2 separate regions of the Sus scrofa genome follow, and region 1 is linked to region 2. The links are chromatin contacts, called in public HiChIP or PLAC-seq maps. All regions are on one chromosome and are shown on one strand. The core of a region is the stretch at or near the end of the contact, and the rest is flanking DNA. Distances in the headings are between cores, read along the strand shown. Region 1 has its middle 87 kb from the start of WDR75. Region 2 overlaps COL5A2 (collagen type V alpha 2 chain).

Region 1 (4,189 bases), core at 133-2,632, 220 kb after region 2:
AAAAAAACAGTGGTACACTTACATGATGGATGCTGCTTAGCAACTAAAAGGAATGAACAATTGATATACACAACAATGTGTATGAATCTTCAAAACAAGTTGGGTCAAAGACACCAAAGCCAAGAGAGTACACACTATATAATTCAATTTATTTGAAGTACAAGAACATGCAAAGCTAATCTACACTATCTGGTATTTGGAAGAGGTAGGAAAAAGACTAGGAAGGAGCACAGGGAAGCTTTCTGGGTGATGGAAATGTTCTGTATGTTGATTTGGGTGATGATTACACAAAGTTGAAAAACTTCTGAACTGTACACTTAAGATTTTCACATGTTAAGTAAAGTACACCTCTATTTTAAGAATTAAATAAAGATAGGAAAAAAGTCTAAACAATAAATCAATTTAGAAATTATTCACATTCCATTAAATATCAAAGAATCTGGATTCAGGATTAATTTATGGATTAAGGCTTAGGTACTCTTTTTTTCTGGCCTACTTTCTGGTCAGTGCTTCACATTGATAACTATGTTTATGATATATGCATTTGTGTCTGTATTTTGCCAAACTGAAATATCAGTATTTAAACTATACTAAATAACCCCCTCATGCAAACATGCACACACAGAAATAATCCTTTCTGGCAGCATTATGAAATGTTTTTTGACATCCCTCTTTTAATTAAATAAACCATATGTCTCCAATTATCAGTACTATAAGCTTTCAAAATTATGGGAGTAATCTAAATACTTTCTTCAAAAAATTGAACATACAGAGAAAGCTTAGATTAGAATCATGATTTTTATCTATTTTAAGAGACTAGAAGAGCAGAAGGGGTTACAATCTCATCATATTATGCAACTCTTCTGCTCCAATATATCAAAAACTTGATGAACCAAGGTCATGCAGGACAGCTGAGAAGGAATCAAAGTAAACAATGTACCTTGTCGCCAAGAAAGCCTGCCAATGTGAGATTAGAACTCTCCATCCTAACAAAAAAAAGCATCTTTGGAAAGTTCCTACAACATTTTATGACTCATAGATATTCCCAGAGGTTCCTGTTTCCATTCTGCAGTAGACAGTGTTTGAAGACGTGCAGTTCTCGTCAACTGTTGTTCTTAGGCAACTTGGCTAAAATATCTGTTTAAAAAACATTTGTTGGAAAGATGATATGTTTGGATGTTTTCATCTTTTTAAACCAAATTCCAGATTTTAAATTTGTTTAACTCTTAATTCGATGTTAACATAAAGACTGGCCTAAGAAGAATCACTATGTTACATAATATCTATTGTGAACTCAGCAATTTTCCCATTTGAAAACTCCAAACCAGAGGGTATATATTCTTGGCATAGCCCCCCCTGCATATCCTTCCAAACTGCCTCCAGATCCCTGGCTCCGTATTCAATAGTTCTGGCTCTGATCTTGGCCACCCAGTTCAGTATCTCACCTTGGCTTCCACTTTGACCAAAACTGCCAAGTCACCTCCCAGCCCACCAGGACTTGATTCCTGGCTATTCTCCACTTTTGTCTAACCCCAGTTCTCGCTTTCCATTCTAAGTATTGAACAATACTCCTGAGCTCTTTTCTCTACATACTCTTTTAATTTAACTGTACTTCGCTCATTTACAGATTAGCAGTCTTCACCTCCAAGGCCTATTCTCTACTCTTAGCTGGCTCCTCCACTTTCTCTTCTTTTCTCCCCAAAGTACCAAACAATAAACCACCTAGTTCTAAATAGCATCCAAAATCCATACATGGTCTTATTGGTTTGTTTCCTGACAATATGATGATATGAACATGAAAGAAGGCATAATATTATAAAATGTTTTAGCATTATCCCAATAAGTGTTATTCCTTCATTTAATAGGCATGTTAATGGAGGGCGACCTGATCTCTCTTGACTCCTTAAGTGACTCATCGCTGCTCCACTCCCTAGTTCAGTCCTTCATCTCTCCTTTACTCTTGGCATTTCCCACACACATGCTTCCTTTGAAAAGGCAGTTCTTCTCCCAGATCCACACTCATCCCTCCCTTGATTCTGTTGTGGATCAGACTCTACACAGATGTGGCAAACTGGGTCCAGCCCAAACACATGTTCAGTTTGACTTACATAGCATTTTAGACTTTTTTCAGTTAGTTGACAACATTTAAAAATTGGAAGAGTAAGCCTAAAAGTAGAAATTTCTAAAGGAAATGAACAAAGGATACCAACAGTATATCTGCCCTCCCATCTTCATTGCAGCATTATTCACAATAACCAAAATATGTAAACAACTCAATGGATGAGTGGATAAGAACATGTGGGATAGATAGATAGATACATAGATACATAGATAGATAGATAACCAGATATACACACACACAGAGTGGAATATTATTCAGCCATGAGAAAGACAGGAATCCTGCCATTTGCTAAAACATGGAAGGATCTTACAGGCATTATGCTAAGAGATATAAGCCAGACAGAAAAAGACAAATACTCCATGGTATGCTTGTATGTGGAATCTTTAAAAATAAAGGATTAAACTCATAGAAACATAGAACAGAAAAGTGGTCATCAGGGGCTGGTGGATGGGGGAAATAGGGAGACGTTGGTAAAAGGGTACAAACTTTCAGCTACATGGTGAATCTAATGTGTAACAATTAGATTGGTAAGATGGCACAAACTTTCAGCTATAAGATTGATAAAACTTTATTGTATAATTAAAATTTGCTAAGAGAGTAGAACTTAAATGTTCTCACCAAAAAAGATGAACGTGAGGTGACACGTGTGTTAATTAGCTATACGGATGGGGGAATCCTTTCACAATATATATGTGTATCAAATCACCGCAATGTACACTTTAAATACCTTCAATTGGAGTTCCCATCATGGCTCAGTGGTTAACGAATCGGACTAGGAACCATGAGGTTGCAGGTTCGATCCATGGCCTTGCTCAGTGAGTTAAGGATCTGGCGTTGCCGTGAGCTGTGGTGTAGGTTGCAGACACGGTTCGGATCCCACGTTGCTGTGGCTCTGGTGTAAGCAGCAGCTACAGCTCTGATTGGACCCCTAGCCTGGGAACTCCCATATGCCGTGGGAGCAGCCCTAGAAAAGGCAAAAAGACCAAAATAAAATAAAATCAATATCTCTCATCCTACAGGGTATCTATCCACATGGCCTTCAATCATTAAGTCTAGAGTGAACATCTTGAAAGCATGGCAACTAGGCTCCAAAAGGCAAGGACAAGGAAACTGCAGGCCCCTTAACGATGATACAAAGGCCCTGAAGGCCTGGACTAGAACATGCCTGAATGTCACTTTTGCCACATTGTATTAGTTAAAGCAAGTCAAAAGTACAGCCCATTTCCAAGAGGAGGGAAAATAAACTTCATTTCTTATTGTGAAAAACAGCATACATGTAGAGGCAGGTGAGGTATTGATGCACCCATCTTTGGAGACTACCAAAGAATTTAGTAAGGGATAAAAGTAAAACAATGATGACAGTCAAGCATTAGAATTATGGTATGAATAAAATAAAGGTATGAACAAGAGAAATATGAAAGGAGCAGCAGGCAGAAATATTTCTCATAAGAAACATGGAACTAAAACAGTTGTTTCAACTATGACACATAAACTGAGATATTTGAAATAAGTGGTTTTTAAAAATTAGACATTAGAAATGAGTTAAGCATTAACTACAACTACATGAAGAAAATGAATAAGAAGTGAAACACTCCAAATAGAGGCAAGATTGTGGAATAGAGAGGTATGGAGCACAATGAGAGCCAGAAAATGCAAGCACTGCGGTATTAGTGGAGCAAGGCTATTTGTGGATGGACAGGCAGGCTTTCTGTCAGGCAGCTGTACATAAAGATCTGAAGCTTTTTGAAGAGGTCTAGACTAGAGATAATGGATTTGGGAGTCTTCAGAACATAAATGGTGCCAGAAAGACAGAATATGGTAGGTTGAAATAGGGTGGTATGGAAGAGAAAATATAGTGAGAAGGGCATAGGACCAGGAACAGAGCTCTGGAAATCACCAATATTTAAGATTTTGCACAGGAGACATGAGAAATAACAATAGGAGGAGTAGGATGATAATTTATTAGAGAAGTATATAAGAAGAAAGAGGGAGTTTTCAGGAAAAAAGGAATAGTCAACAGTGTCGACTGTCACAGAATATGACCAAGAAAAGCCAAAAAGTGTTGAA
Region 2 (4,596 bases), core at 539-3,038:
TCTACAGTCAAGGGTCAACATCTGAACACAATTTAAAATCACAACCATAAATTAATAATGTAATATATCATCCCAAAGATGATATTGGACAATGCACACAACTCACTCTGCTCATGCCATCTGGTCCTGGGTGAGACGGATGTCCAGGAGGTCCTGGGGCACCTGGTTGACCAGGAACACCTGGTTCTCCATCAATTCCCTGAGGACCACGCGGACCCTGGAAAACAAGCAAGTAGAAGTTAGAACCCATTGCTAAATACGTACTTAGTAGGAGTTCCCGTCGTGGCGCAGTGGTTAACGAATCCGACTAGGAACCATGAGGTTGCGGGTTCGGTCCCTGCCCTTGCTCAGTGGGTTAACGATCCGGCGTTGCCGTGAGCTGTGGTGTAGGTTGCAGACGCGGCTCGGATCCTGCGTTGCTGTGGCTCTGGCGTAGGCCGGTGGCTACAGCTCCGATTCGACCCCTAGCCTGGGAACCTCCATATGCCGCGGGAGCGGCCCAAAGAAATAGCAAAAAGACAAAAAATAAATAAATAAATAAATAAATAAATAAATATGTACTTAGTAGAAAACAAAATGCACAGACTTCTCAATGGAGAAGTGTTTTCGTTATTTTTTAAATGACTAGCCATACTGTATGATTCCAACTCTATGACATTCTGGTAAAAGCAAAACTATTGAGACAGCAAAAGGTTGGTGGCTGCAGGGGTTAGGGTGAGGATGTGGGGGATGAATAGACAGAGCACAATGATTTTTAGGGCAGTGAAAATACTCTTAAGATACTATAATGGTATACACATGTAAATATACACTTGCTTGAAGACACAAAATATATAACACCAAGAGGGAACCTTAATGTACACTATGGACTCTGACAGGGGATGTTGATAATGGGGAAAGCTATGCATGTATGGGGGCAGAGAGTATATAGGAACTCTCTGTACTTTACCTTCAATTTGATGTAAACCTAAAACTACCTTTAAAAAATTGTCTTAAAAAATAGCAAGCCAGCCCCCTACAGTATGTTTCATCAGCTATGCCAACATTGCAGATTTCAGCACTGGTTACAGCCTCTACCATCAGAACATGGTATATTCTGTGTAAGAATTTTACTTTTGATGTGTTAAATCCCCAGTAATCATTCTTCTTGGAAGACTGAATTCAGTTCATCAGTATTTTATAATCAGCTTGCTTATTTGGTTGAGTTTTGCTCTTCAAGAATATCTAATCAACATTGTCTTTTTCTTTTTTTCTTTTTTTTTTTTTTTTTGGCCATGCCCATGGCATACAGAAATTCCTAGGCCAGGAATCAAACCTGTGCCACAACAGTGACCTGAGCCACAGCAGTGATAATGCTAGACCCTTTAACCACTCGGACACCAGGAAACTCCAACAATTTCTAAATTCATTTGTCTGTCTTAGATTAAATTAACTTTGTATGTGCTTGCTTAATCTCTCCTCACTTATAAAAAGAATGTGATGGGTTCCTGATCGGGGTTTGTGGTTTTTCTCATCTTTCTAATTTTTTAATGCTTCACATATTTCCTGGCTGATAGTAGACATTCAGTATATGCTTATTACATTTTCACATTTCAATCCTCTTTACCCTAGTACTTGAAGTCTGGCACGCTTTATTTTCCCTACCACTCCCAAAGGTAGACCAGAGCAATGAGAAGGAGAGGGAAAGGCATGGGGACTCTGCCAAGTCTAGTTCTCAGGGAAGTGAGCAATGAGCGTTAGCTGCCAAATTCCACCCTCCTCCTAACCCACATTCTGAAGGCAGCTTGGGGAACAGCCACGTCCTCAGTTCTGGAAAGGCTCCGTCTCCTAACCTCATCATTCCCATAAGACTTGTTAAGTATTTGCTGGCTTTTTAACCCTGGAGATTCTAAACAGGAAGAAAGAAAGGAAAGAAAGGACTAAAGAACTCAAAATCCAATGTGATTTTACTAAATAGAAGCAGGGATCAAGAAAAATATGGTAAGTGAGTTAGAGTTTAATAGCAAAAGAAGCTTCTTATGCTTAAGCATGAGAATATCTACATAATAAGCCAAAATGACCTGATACAGCAGAGGGAGTAAATATGGGATAAGCAGAGGGGGCAGTTTGTATAGGATGTTTGGGGGCATAATAGCTATTGAGAAATTTAACTAATATATTTCAATATATTCAAACATTTATGTTTGACATGTTTACTTTCTGGAGTAGTGGAATAATTCAGCTAATTTATCTATTCAAATAGAAGTAGGTAACTTAGCCTAAAAAAGCTCACATTTTCAAAACTAATTTCTCAGAAAATTATTCTCACCCTTTAAAAATCAAGACCCTTCTGACTGCTAAACCACTAACAAATCACTGCACTCTTTTTTCATTATACATAATGGAGGCTAATTTTTAATTGCTATATAGGACTTCTGAATCATATAAATGTGACACCATGAGCTGGAAATGTATATTGGCAATAGTCCAGCCTACTCACAAAACCTTGTGTGGAAAACTCTTAAAGTATTTTTAAAGTGTGAAACTGATCATTGATAACCAAGTATTGTTAATATTGAGAAAAATGAGATAAAAAAATAACAACAACAACAAAAAAAGAGCTAAAACAATCTCTGCTCCCAAAGAGATTTCCAAAGACAAAACCAAAAACAACATTTAGTGTCCGTGGGAGTAGAGAGAGGTTTGGCTAATATTAATCCTCAAAAACGTATGTCCTTTTTCCAGTTCTCTGTGATTAATGATCATGTTTAAAAGTCTGCTCTGAAGACAGCTCACTTTCTCACTGGCTTCATGATGCATTCTGTGCCTCCATGGTATCTCCTCTAAATAGCTTACATGATTTACTTCCATACAAATTGAGATTAAAATCAATAAAAACTTGTTAAAGTTATCAAAATTAAGTGAGCATAATGAGCATGATTATAAGAGAAAATAAGAAAAAATATTATATATTTTACTGATAAAACTTTAAAACAAAAATTATGTTTAGAATACATTAAAACACATACTTTCATATTTCCAAGTGATCTGATGCACATAAGTTTTATATTAAGGTGAGTGTTCAATGTATAATTATTCCTTCCCATCCTCCAGAATATTCCCAGTATCTCAGGCAGCAATCCACGATAAAACAGAAAGTACTTGTAGATTGCCACTAGGTGGCGACTTTAAACAGTCCCAAGTAGAAAAGACTACTAATGATGTTAGAGTTAGTAAGAACTGGTATATTTCCACTTTTACAGATGAGGAAACAGATCTATAGAGGTTAAGTGTCCTGTAGAATTAGAACTCAGCACACCATTGACTGTCCACCTCCTGACAGGTTCCTAGTTTGTCTCTATGAAGTTTCCAGGACAATACACTTAAAACTAAGGACATGCTGAGAGCCAATCATGATGATAACTGGTTAGTAATAAAGGCTTCATGAAAGTATCACTACATCAGTAGTTATTAATCTTAAGCACTTTCCACCCCTCACCAAGGGACATGTGGCAACACCAAGAGGTATTTTATGAGGGAGGGGGCAGGTGCTGCTACTAGCATCTAAAGGGTAGAAATGAGGAATGCTGCCAAGTGTCCTACAATTCATAAGGAATTATCTGGCCCCAAACATCAATCGTGTTAAGAAATTGTGTTCTACTGTGTGAAGTAGTGGTTGATGGTTATGGAAGTAAGGGGAGAAAAATCATATTTATGATAACAGCACCAGCTTATATTTTGCTGGCCATATATCTCTTGTCCAGGTAGACAAGTCTTGGGACCTGAGATAAAGCATTCTACCTGTATGTGTTTTATGACATCATTCCAGTATCTTGAAAACAGCCATGGTGGGAGTATTTACACCAGGGAAATCAGCAAAAGCTACAGGCACATTTTTTAAAATGAGTCAGTTACTAAACACCATCACACGACTGTTTGCTAGGATAAGAGAGGGACAGATTTCCTACTTGGGTGTCTGCCAGGATTGCCTTGCTCAATTCTACATAAATAACTATTCCTCATTCTTTTCACGCACACACACACACACACACACACACACACACACACACACTTCACACTGACTGTCTCAGGTCTAATCAAGATAGGAAATGGAGCATATCACTTACAAAGAGAAAAGAAGAGAAGGGAAGGGAAGCAGAAAGGAGGGGAAACAGAAGAGTAAGAGGAATAAGGAGTAGATTCACTGAATCCTAACAAGAATTTCTGGAAGTCCAATCACTGTTTCCATAGCAACTTCCGCCTAGACTTAGGACTCAGTTTTATCAATTATTCTGTGCACATCGACACACAGTGTTGTCTACATGACCACCTACCTCTACCCAACTGAAGTCACCTTCCAACTATCTGTCATCCTGGACACTGGACAGACATCTGAAGAACTACCAACAGTGTTTAAGTTACCAACATAGGCAAGGCAACTCAGCAGAACAGCAACGAAAAATGGGACATAAGGTAATCGGAACACAGTACTGCTGCCCAACTACGTGGCTGTGCATTACTTCCCTGGGGCCACTGCAAATACCTTCCATAACTCCAGCTGCAGTTTGGAAAAAGTATTGGCATCAACCTATACTTGGTGAAATGTGTAGAAACAAA

The links. HiChIP or PLAC-seq counts read pairs in DNA pulled down with a chosen protein or histone mark.
Region 1: an H3K27ac HiChIP or PLAC-seq map of skeletal muscle shows a contact between it and region 2. The contact joins two enhancer-like sites. A contact is called at or near these places in 10 of 47 Hi-C or Micro-C datasets (embryonic fibroblasts, fetal skeletal muscle, fibroblasts and 5 more) and 1 of 2 datasets of contacts at active chromatin or transcription factors (skeletal muscle).

Annotation. Positions count from the first base shown.
Region 1 is chr15:93,891,874-93,896,062 of Sscrofa11.1, forward strand. It overlaps a transcript of COL5A2 not described here. Among named protein-coding and RNA genes, the nearest start is that of WDR75, 87 kb to the right of the region's middle. Within about 2 kb of position 1,383, at least 18 of the 83 cell types and tissues checked have an H3K27ac peak or open chromatin away from gene starts, as enhancers often do. A contact at or near this core is called in fetal skeletal muscle, omental adipose tissue, retroperitoneal adipose tissue and 1 more, where this site is marked.
Region 2 is chr15:93,669,198-93,673,793 of Sscrofa11.1, forward strand. COL5A2 (collagen type V alpha 2 chain) reads right to left here. Exons shown (of 54, transcript NM_001105289.1): 7 at 107-217. Among named protein-coding and RNA genes, the nearest start is that of COL5A2, 87 kb to the right of the region's middle. Within about 2 kb of position 1,789, at least 17 of the 83 cell types and tissues checked have an H3K27ac peak or open chromatin away from gene starts, as enhancers often do. A contact at or near this core is called in fetal skeletal muscle, omental adipose tissue, retroperitoneal adipose tissue and 1 more, where this site is marked.